Regions from separate parts of the Mus musculus genome. Here region 1 is linked to region 2. A link is a contact called in public ChIA-PET data. All regions are on one chromosome and are shown on one strand. Each heading gives the region's core, a stretch centred on a gene start, on an enhancer-like site or on the middle of the called end of the contact. The rest is flanking DNA. Distances are from core to core; before and after follow the strand shown. Region 1 holds the start of Tec (tec protein tyrosine kinase). Region 2 overlaps Txk (TXK tyrosine kinase).

Region 1 (3,673 bases), core at 501-3,000, 140 kb before region 2:
AAGGTTCCTTCAGAGCTTGGCTCATTACACTGGAGGCCTTCCCGGGAGGAGAGGAACTGGAGTCAGGAATCATTGGTTCAGTTCTGCGTTCTCCTCCCATTCCCGGCCCCTTCCTAATTATATGACTTTAGGCAAGTCCTTTAAATTGCTCTTAGTTCTTTCCCTGTCAAATGGAATCTTGTCAGCTGACTTCTCGGGTCATTAAGATGATCACAGGAGAAATAGCACAGGGAGGCACTGCTTTTAAGTCCTGAGCCGTGTCGGGGAGGAGTCTTACTGCACACGTGACTGCACACGTGATCGCGAGCGTCGTCTTCAGGTTGGCTGCCTGATTCACTGTTCAACCTCAGCTCCACAGAGTCCTCCTTTGAGAAGTCCTCCTTCCTCATCAATCTCTCTTTCATTACCCCAGTTTATTTCAGCCAAGACATTTCTCACCTGTGAAATGGTTTCTTTGCTTACCGGTATATTGGTTTTCTCCCTATGTAAAGGCTCCACTGTGGAGGTCAGAGGCTAAGTGTCTTTCTCAATTGCTCTCTTCCATATTATTTGAGATAAAGTCTTTCATGGAACCCGGAGCTGGCCAGTTGGGCTAGATTGACTGGCCAAGCTATGCTTGGTTCTGCCTCCAGCTCTGGAGTACAGGTGAAAAACAGCTTCCTTCCTTCCTTTCTTTCTCTTCCCTTTTTCTTTCTTTCTTTCTTTCTTTCCTTTTTTTTTTTTTTTAAAAACATGGGCTCTACCTGATCAACCTTCGGCATAGCAAGCATTTTACAAATTAATTTCTCTCTCCATCCCAAAGGCGAACTCAGTCTTTTATTCCCATGGACTATTATGAACATTACAGTCCTATCCTGTGTCTCTCTCCTTCTGAGAGGTCCTCATATCCCTGCCCTGGCTGGCCTGGAAACCACTATGTTTACCAGACTGGCCTTAAATGCTTAGAAATGGGCTTGCCTTTGCCCTCTCAGCTGGAATAAAATATGTGGGCCACCATGCCTGTCTGACAGTACAGGATGGATGAGATCAGATAACAGTGGCTAAGACTCAAGACTACCATCAAAGACAACTTAGACTTGAAAGTAGGGAATCAAACCCAGGGCCTTGTGCATGTTAAGCAAACATTGTACCACTGATCTACAGCCCCAGCCTTTCCAGGACAGCTTCTCAGTTAGCTAGCTAGCTAGGTGACAAACGGCACGTTCTTTCCTGGAGTCTAAGAATTTTACAGTATTTAAAGTGAATAACTTGAAGGTTGTTTTCATTATTAGTGTATCAACAGTAATAATGTAAGTGGGTGACCCTATGCTAGGCTCTGATGCTTCAGGCTTGTCAGTCAAGCCACCCATTCTTCTATCACCCCAGAGCACAGCATCATCCGGTTTCGCCCGCGAGGGGCTAAGCGGAAGTGGAGGTCGGTTCTTAGCCACCCACAAGTGCTATTGCTACCGGCTCTCCGAGCCGGGGACGAAGGAGCATTTTTCTGGACGGTTCTCTTAGGATGGGAAGTCCGGACTTAGAGAGACCCCACGCCGCGTCTGTCTGGATAAGAGACGCTCCCTGGAACTTCGGCCGCAGGACCGCGAGCTCCGATTCTTCCCTTTGGCTTTGAAATCGCGGAAGGAAGGTGGGACACTGGCGCTGTGGGCAGCGGAGGGCAGAGGCGGCGCGGCGAGGGGGCGGGGCCAGGGAGGAGCCGGGCGGTGGGCGTGGCCGATGGGTTTGGTCAGCGCTTGCCGAGCTCCGGGCTCCGCAGTTTGGACGTCGCTCTGTCTTGGCTTGTCTCGGCACGCGCTCCGTCAAGGTAAGAACCAAGGGACTCTCGGCGCTCACGGAGTTGGCCTCCACCTGCGGGAGACTGACCTTAGTGGGATTAGGGAGGATTTTTCTACCCTTCTCACGGAGGTGAGAGCGGACTCTCTGCGTCAGGTCAGAGGCCCGTCCCCCTTGGGCCAGGAAGAAGGGACAGGTGCGCTCCCCTGATGGCCGCGCCTTCCCCGGTGGCTGCAGATCTGAGCCCTTTTGGACTTGGTATCTGAGCCGAGAGGACTCGCGATTGAGTTCCTTTCCCAGTTGAGCGGCAGGGGGCCTTTCTTCTTTCTGCTTGTCCCGCGGTAAAGTTCGAATCCAGGAAGACAGTCCACAGTTGCTTGTGCCCGAGCAGGTGCACGTACTTCTTTAGCTATTTTTCTCTTCTGGAAAGTGGTATCTGGATCTTGATAAACAGGGACTCGAAGAATCAAAGTGGGAAAAACTACGTGGACCTTGTCCCGAGACTGTGCAATTTCCCCTGGATCTGACATTTCTTAACTTTTTCCTGTCGTTGGCGAATATGTTTCTGTGTACCAGGTCCCATTCGGGCTTATCTTTGGAAAGTGGAATATTTGGTTAGAAGAGTTGATCGCAGTGTTAAATTGGGACAACTGGGTGGCTGGCTTGGTTAAGTGGGTTTGGAGCCTATCCAGACAGAATAGTTGCATGCTTTAAGCAGAGGTTTTACATTTTTCCAGTGAGTTCCCATTTTCCTCTAAGGAAACTCTGACAACCTATTCCCGTCTATATAATTCTTTTACAGAGCCGAGGCGCGGTAGGAGGAAGCATCGAGTCTCCTAAGTAAGATTTGGGATTTAATAGCTGAGTGATCGACACTGTAGCTCTGTGGTCTATAGACTCAAAATAAGGAAGAGCTTGATTTTTTTCCGCGAGGCGGGGGTTGGGGGGAGCTGTGGCTAAACTTACACATTAAGTATTTGAAAACATCCATGTCGTCCAGTTACATTTTCATTGTTTAAGACAGACCTATCTTTTCGCCATACACTTATGAATCCGATCACTATTCCTCTCCTTGCCAGCTCAGGGGTGCTTTCTGTAGGGTGCCTATGTAAATCACCCTCGTTCTTCCCACAAGGGTGTGTGCCTTCGGGTTTGTGGAATTGTGTGGGGACAGGTATTGTAAACACATGCAAATCAGTGAAGCGCTCTAGTAGGCGATACCTTTGCCCTACATGGATCTTTGGCCTAGAGTTTCCCTCTCTTTCTAGATTGGAAAGAATCTAGGGTGGGAATGCAAGGTTTAGCATTGCCACACTGTTTTCTTGATTCCCTTACAACAAGGTGGTCTTGTTTACAGACAGGGCTGGGGCTATGTGTAACCTCTCTCCCTACAGCTGATCCTTAAAGGAGGATGGAGATACTGTGGACAATTACTGGCACATTTGTGTTCTTGAAGAATGCCTGGCCTCCCCCTATCCCCCCCCTCGCTCCCCCCCCTCCCCGCCCCGCACCCAGGGCCTCTAACCACACCTCTTCCTACAGGTTCTCCAGGCTGCCCTGGTTGGTGCCTCTCTTCCTTCCCTGCACCCATCCTACTAGATTTTGGCATTTACTTCACCCCCCCCCCACTCCCTCCACTCCCATCTGGGGAAGATCATTTGTTGATACTCAGCTTGCTGATGGCTCCCCTGTGGATTCTCAGTAAGTGTCTGTGGACTTTGTCCCTGTTCAGAGCCCGTAGAAGCTCTGCTCTCGTCCAGTGAGCAGCAGGTGAAGCAGAGTCTTTGAAGTTGAATTCGTATCAAGCATTAAGGTCCTTCGCGGGGCATTCAAGTCTGTAAGAAAGGAATGAAATTGACTTCTGATCATGGGAAAATGATCTCATTCCATGTGATTATGC
Region 2 (3,298 bases), core at 371-2,870:
GCATTATAAAGAGAACAAGCAGGTATCTATCTGGGAGGAGGGACATTGGAGGGGGACGAGGAGGAAGGGGGTTAGCACAGATCTTGAAATGTGTAACAGGTACCTGTGATACTGAGGGAGCCTGGAGGCTGACTTAGGTTTTGCTAGGCAGCCACAGGTAGCCATTTGTCCCCTCTGCCAGAGGTAAGGAACATGATTCCTTTGGACAGGTGGGGACCGGTTTCTTAAGTTCCTAAAGAATGCTGACTTTTATGTCACCTCCAGAAATCCTCCCGTAGTCCATGTTGAACTGAGCTTAGATTCAATTTTAGATGAGTCAGTTAGCCTTTCCTGTTCTTTGGGGGTTGGGGAATGGTGTACTTTTTGAACCCAAAGGAGACAATGAAGAATTTGGCAGTGTTTTTTATAAACCCTATACGTTTAACTGCAAAAAAAAAAAAAAAAAAAAAAGCTAATTGCTTGTTTTTAAGTCTGAGGCATCCCAACCTGGAGTGATGCCCAATTACACATCCTCGACCTACAACGCCCTTCCCAGGGAACAGAGCATGCTGAGTCTGAACTCTGAAATGGAACAATCCATGTTGAGTCTAAACTCAGAACCACACCCACTTTTCCTTTAAAATGCATCTTGGCATATTGGAACTGGGCTCGGTGGCAGCTGCCTGAAACCCTAGTACTCTTGAGGTGGCTGGGAATTTAAGGTCAGCCTGGGCTACAGGATTCATTTATTTCAACAAAAGAAAAGAAAATGGGGTTATCTAATCTCTTAAAATAGTTTATTTGTAAGTCAGGATCTTGCTATCTACTGTAGAGAGGTTTCTGTAGAGTTGGAAGGTAGAAACATTTTTATCTTTTTAACAGTGTAACAAGTAAGATGCTTTTTTTTTCTTTGATTCCTCCCTACTTCTTCCCAGGGTAGGGATGGGGTTGACTGCATAACTGTTGTCTCAGTAATGTTACCAACCGGTTTTCCATCTTGAGTCTTTTGTTTTGTGTTATGTTGTAGGAATGAAGGCTTAATCCCAAGCAACTATGTGACAGAAAACAGACTCGCCAACTTAGAAATCTATGAGTAAGTTCCCTTAACAAGACCGCACTGTGATTAACGTTGGAAAATCAGAGAGCTACTGAGAACTTTGAAGTATAGACAGTTTTCAAGTTTGTAAAAGAAAAAGAAAGTAACACATTTGATAGTCTTAGCAATGAAGAGACCTCTGATTATTACCACAGTTGCTTCTGAAAATCCTTCTTAAGCTCGTATTTGTTGTGTTTGGCATGGCCATGCCTTAGGTACACTGATACATGTGTCATACTGTGTGTCCTAGACAGAGCGTTTATTTTTCAAAATGACAGAAGGTAAATCTGACAGTCTGCACTACCTGGTTCTCAGATGTTGGCTCTTGTTTTGTTATGTTTTAGAAGTAACTGAGGAGAAGAGATAGACTAATGATATCGTTTGAAAGAACCTTAAGTATGCTTAGTAAATGTATGCTTTAAAAACCTTCCTCTCTTTTAGATAACAATTATAACTTTAGAGTAGAGAGGTCTGAGCAGTGACTTTGTAGATCTCACTCTTCTGGTGAAAATGTAAGGTTGATAGATTAAATCACAGCTACAACGTGACAGAGCTCTTCCTGTGTTTTTATAAAGTTAGATTCTCAGTTTGGCTTCATGCTCCCTCCTCCCTTTGGGTGCTCATCTTGTTTTTGTTTGTTTGTTTGTTTTGTTATGTTTTATTAGATATTTTCTCCATTTACATTTCAAATGCTATCCTGAAAGTCCCCTATACCTTCCCCCCACCCTCCTCCCCAACCCACCCACTCCTGCTTCCTGGCCCTGGCATTCCCTTGTACTGGGGCATATAATCTTCGCAAGACCAAGGGCCTCTCCTCACAATGATGGCCAACTAGGCCATCTTCTGCTACATATGCAGCTAGAGACACGAGCTCTGGGGGTACTGGTTAGTTCATATTGTTGTTCCATCTATAGGGTTGCAGTCCCCTTCAGCTCCTTGGGTACTTTCTCTAGCTCCTCCATTGGGGACCCTGTGTTCCATCCAATAGATGACTGTGAGCATCCACTTCTGTATTTGCCAGGCATTGGCATAACCTCACAAGAGATAGCTATATCAGGGTCCTGTCAGCAAAATCTTGCTGGAATATGCAGTAGTGTCTGGGTTTGGTGGCTGTTTATGGGATGGATCCCCAGGTGGGGCAGTTTCTAGATGGTCCTTCCTTCCGTCTCAGTTCATCTTATAACTAGCATATGCAGCTAACAGGCATTAGTTTGTGATAAGAGTAGTGGTGTCAAGTATTTCTTGAGAGAAGAAATGTAGAGGAAGATACTTCCTTGGCCTCGCTACTCATTTAGTTTAGATTCAGTACAGCTTTCCCTAAAATAGCTCCCATTCCAAAAGTTTAGGTGAATATGCAGGGTCATCTTTGAGCATAGATAAAGACGGTTCCAGGGCACGAGGCACATCTGATAGGTTTTCCCAGACTGCTCTGGTGGCTTGCTCTTCCTCCCTCGAACCAAGCTTTTCAGCTTCATCACCAAGTGTCTTCACTCTTTCCTGTCTCAAATGTCCTTTCTGTTGACCTGACCCTTTAGCTTAAGATTCCAGTCTCCACTCTCCACCCCTTTGGGGGACTGAGCCACCTCTCTTAGAAAACAGTGTGGTGGTGATTTGTGGTCACTCAAGCCTGCCCCATGAGATCTCAGTGCTCTCCTGTGCTGAAGCTGGCCAACACCACAAGCCTAGTTGAAAGGAGACTGTGTATGAAAACCAACCCAGAACAATTAGAAAAATAGGCCATTTTTTCAATTGTTGTTCAAGTCTGGAATTTTCGTTGTGACCAAATGGACACTCACTGCCAGCGAAGCCACTTTTGTTTCTTTCTGCCATGTCTCATTTGCTCTTTGCTTCCTCTGTTTAGACTAAGCTGTGCCTCTGATTTTAGACTGGCTTATACTGTAGATACCAAATGAACACCTCTACGGTTAGAATCTCCATTTCGTTTCTCTGGGTTCCGGTTTACATGAATTTTAAAACCATGCTTTTTACTGATTCAAATTTTAGGAAGGTTCACTAAATTTTATTTCTTTTTAAAACAGGTGCATTGACATAGGAGTATAATAGTTATCGTAATTAATCACTAGAACTTATCGATCACTTATTCTTTTATGATGACTACACAAAAGAATCTCTGTAGGTGGAGTTACTGGGTGCAAGAGCAACCGAGTACAAACTATAGTGTCATCATTAGAATGCTTTGTTTCTGGGCAACATTTCGTACTA

Evidence for each region. ChIA-PET counts read pairs in DNA pulled down with a chosen protein or histone mark.
Region 1: a contact with region 2 is called in an RNA polymerase II ChIA-PET map of effector CD8 T cells, with 29 read pairs. The contact joins the promoter of Tec here to the enhancer-like site in region 2. A contact is called at or near these places in 9 of 39 promoter capture datasets (the 3T3-L1 cell line, the C10 cell line, cranial neural crest and 5 more), 3 of 484 Hi-C or Micro-C datasets (the HL-1 cell line, bone marrow-derived macrophages and group 2 innate lymphoid cells), 5 of 115 datasets of contacts at active chromatin or transcription factors (CD8 T cells, effector CD8 T cells, embryonic stem cells and 1 more) and 3 of 9 other capture datasets (adipose tissue, liver and pancreatic islet).

What each region holds. Positions count from the first base shown.
Region 1 is chr5:72,866,525-72,870,197 of GRCm38.p6, reverse strand. It overlaps Tec (tec protein tyrosine kinase), which reads left to right and starts at 1,750. Exons shown (of 19, transcript NM_001113460.2): 1 at 1,750-1,804.
Region 2 is chr5:72,729,538-72,732,835 of GRCm38.p6, reverse strand. It overlaps Txk (TXK tyrosine kinase), which reads left to right. Exons shown (of 15, transcript NM_001122754.2): 5 at 1,007-1,072. Among named protein-coding and RNA genes, the nearest start is that of Txk, 22 kb to the left of the region's middle. Within about 2 kb of position 1,620, at least 12 of the 459 cell types and tissues checked have an H3K27ac peak or open chromatin away from gene starts, as enhancers often do. A contact at or near this core is called in CD8 T cells and effector CD8 T cells, where this site is marked.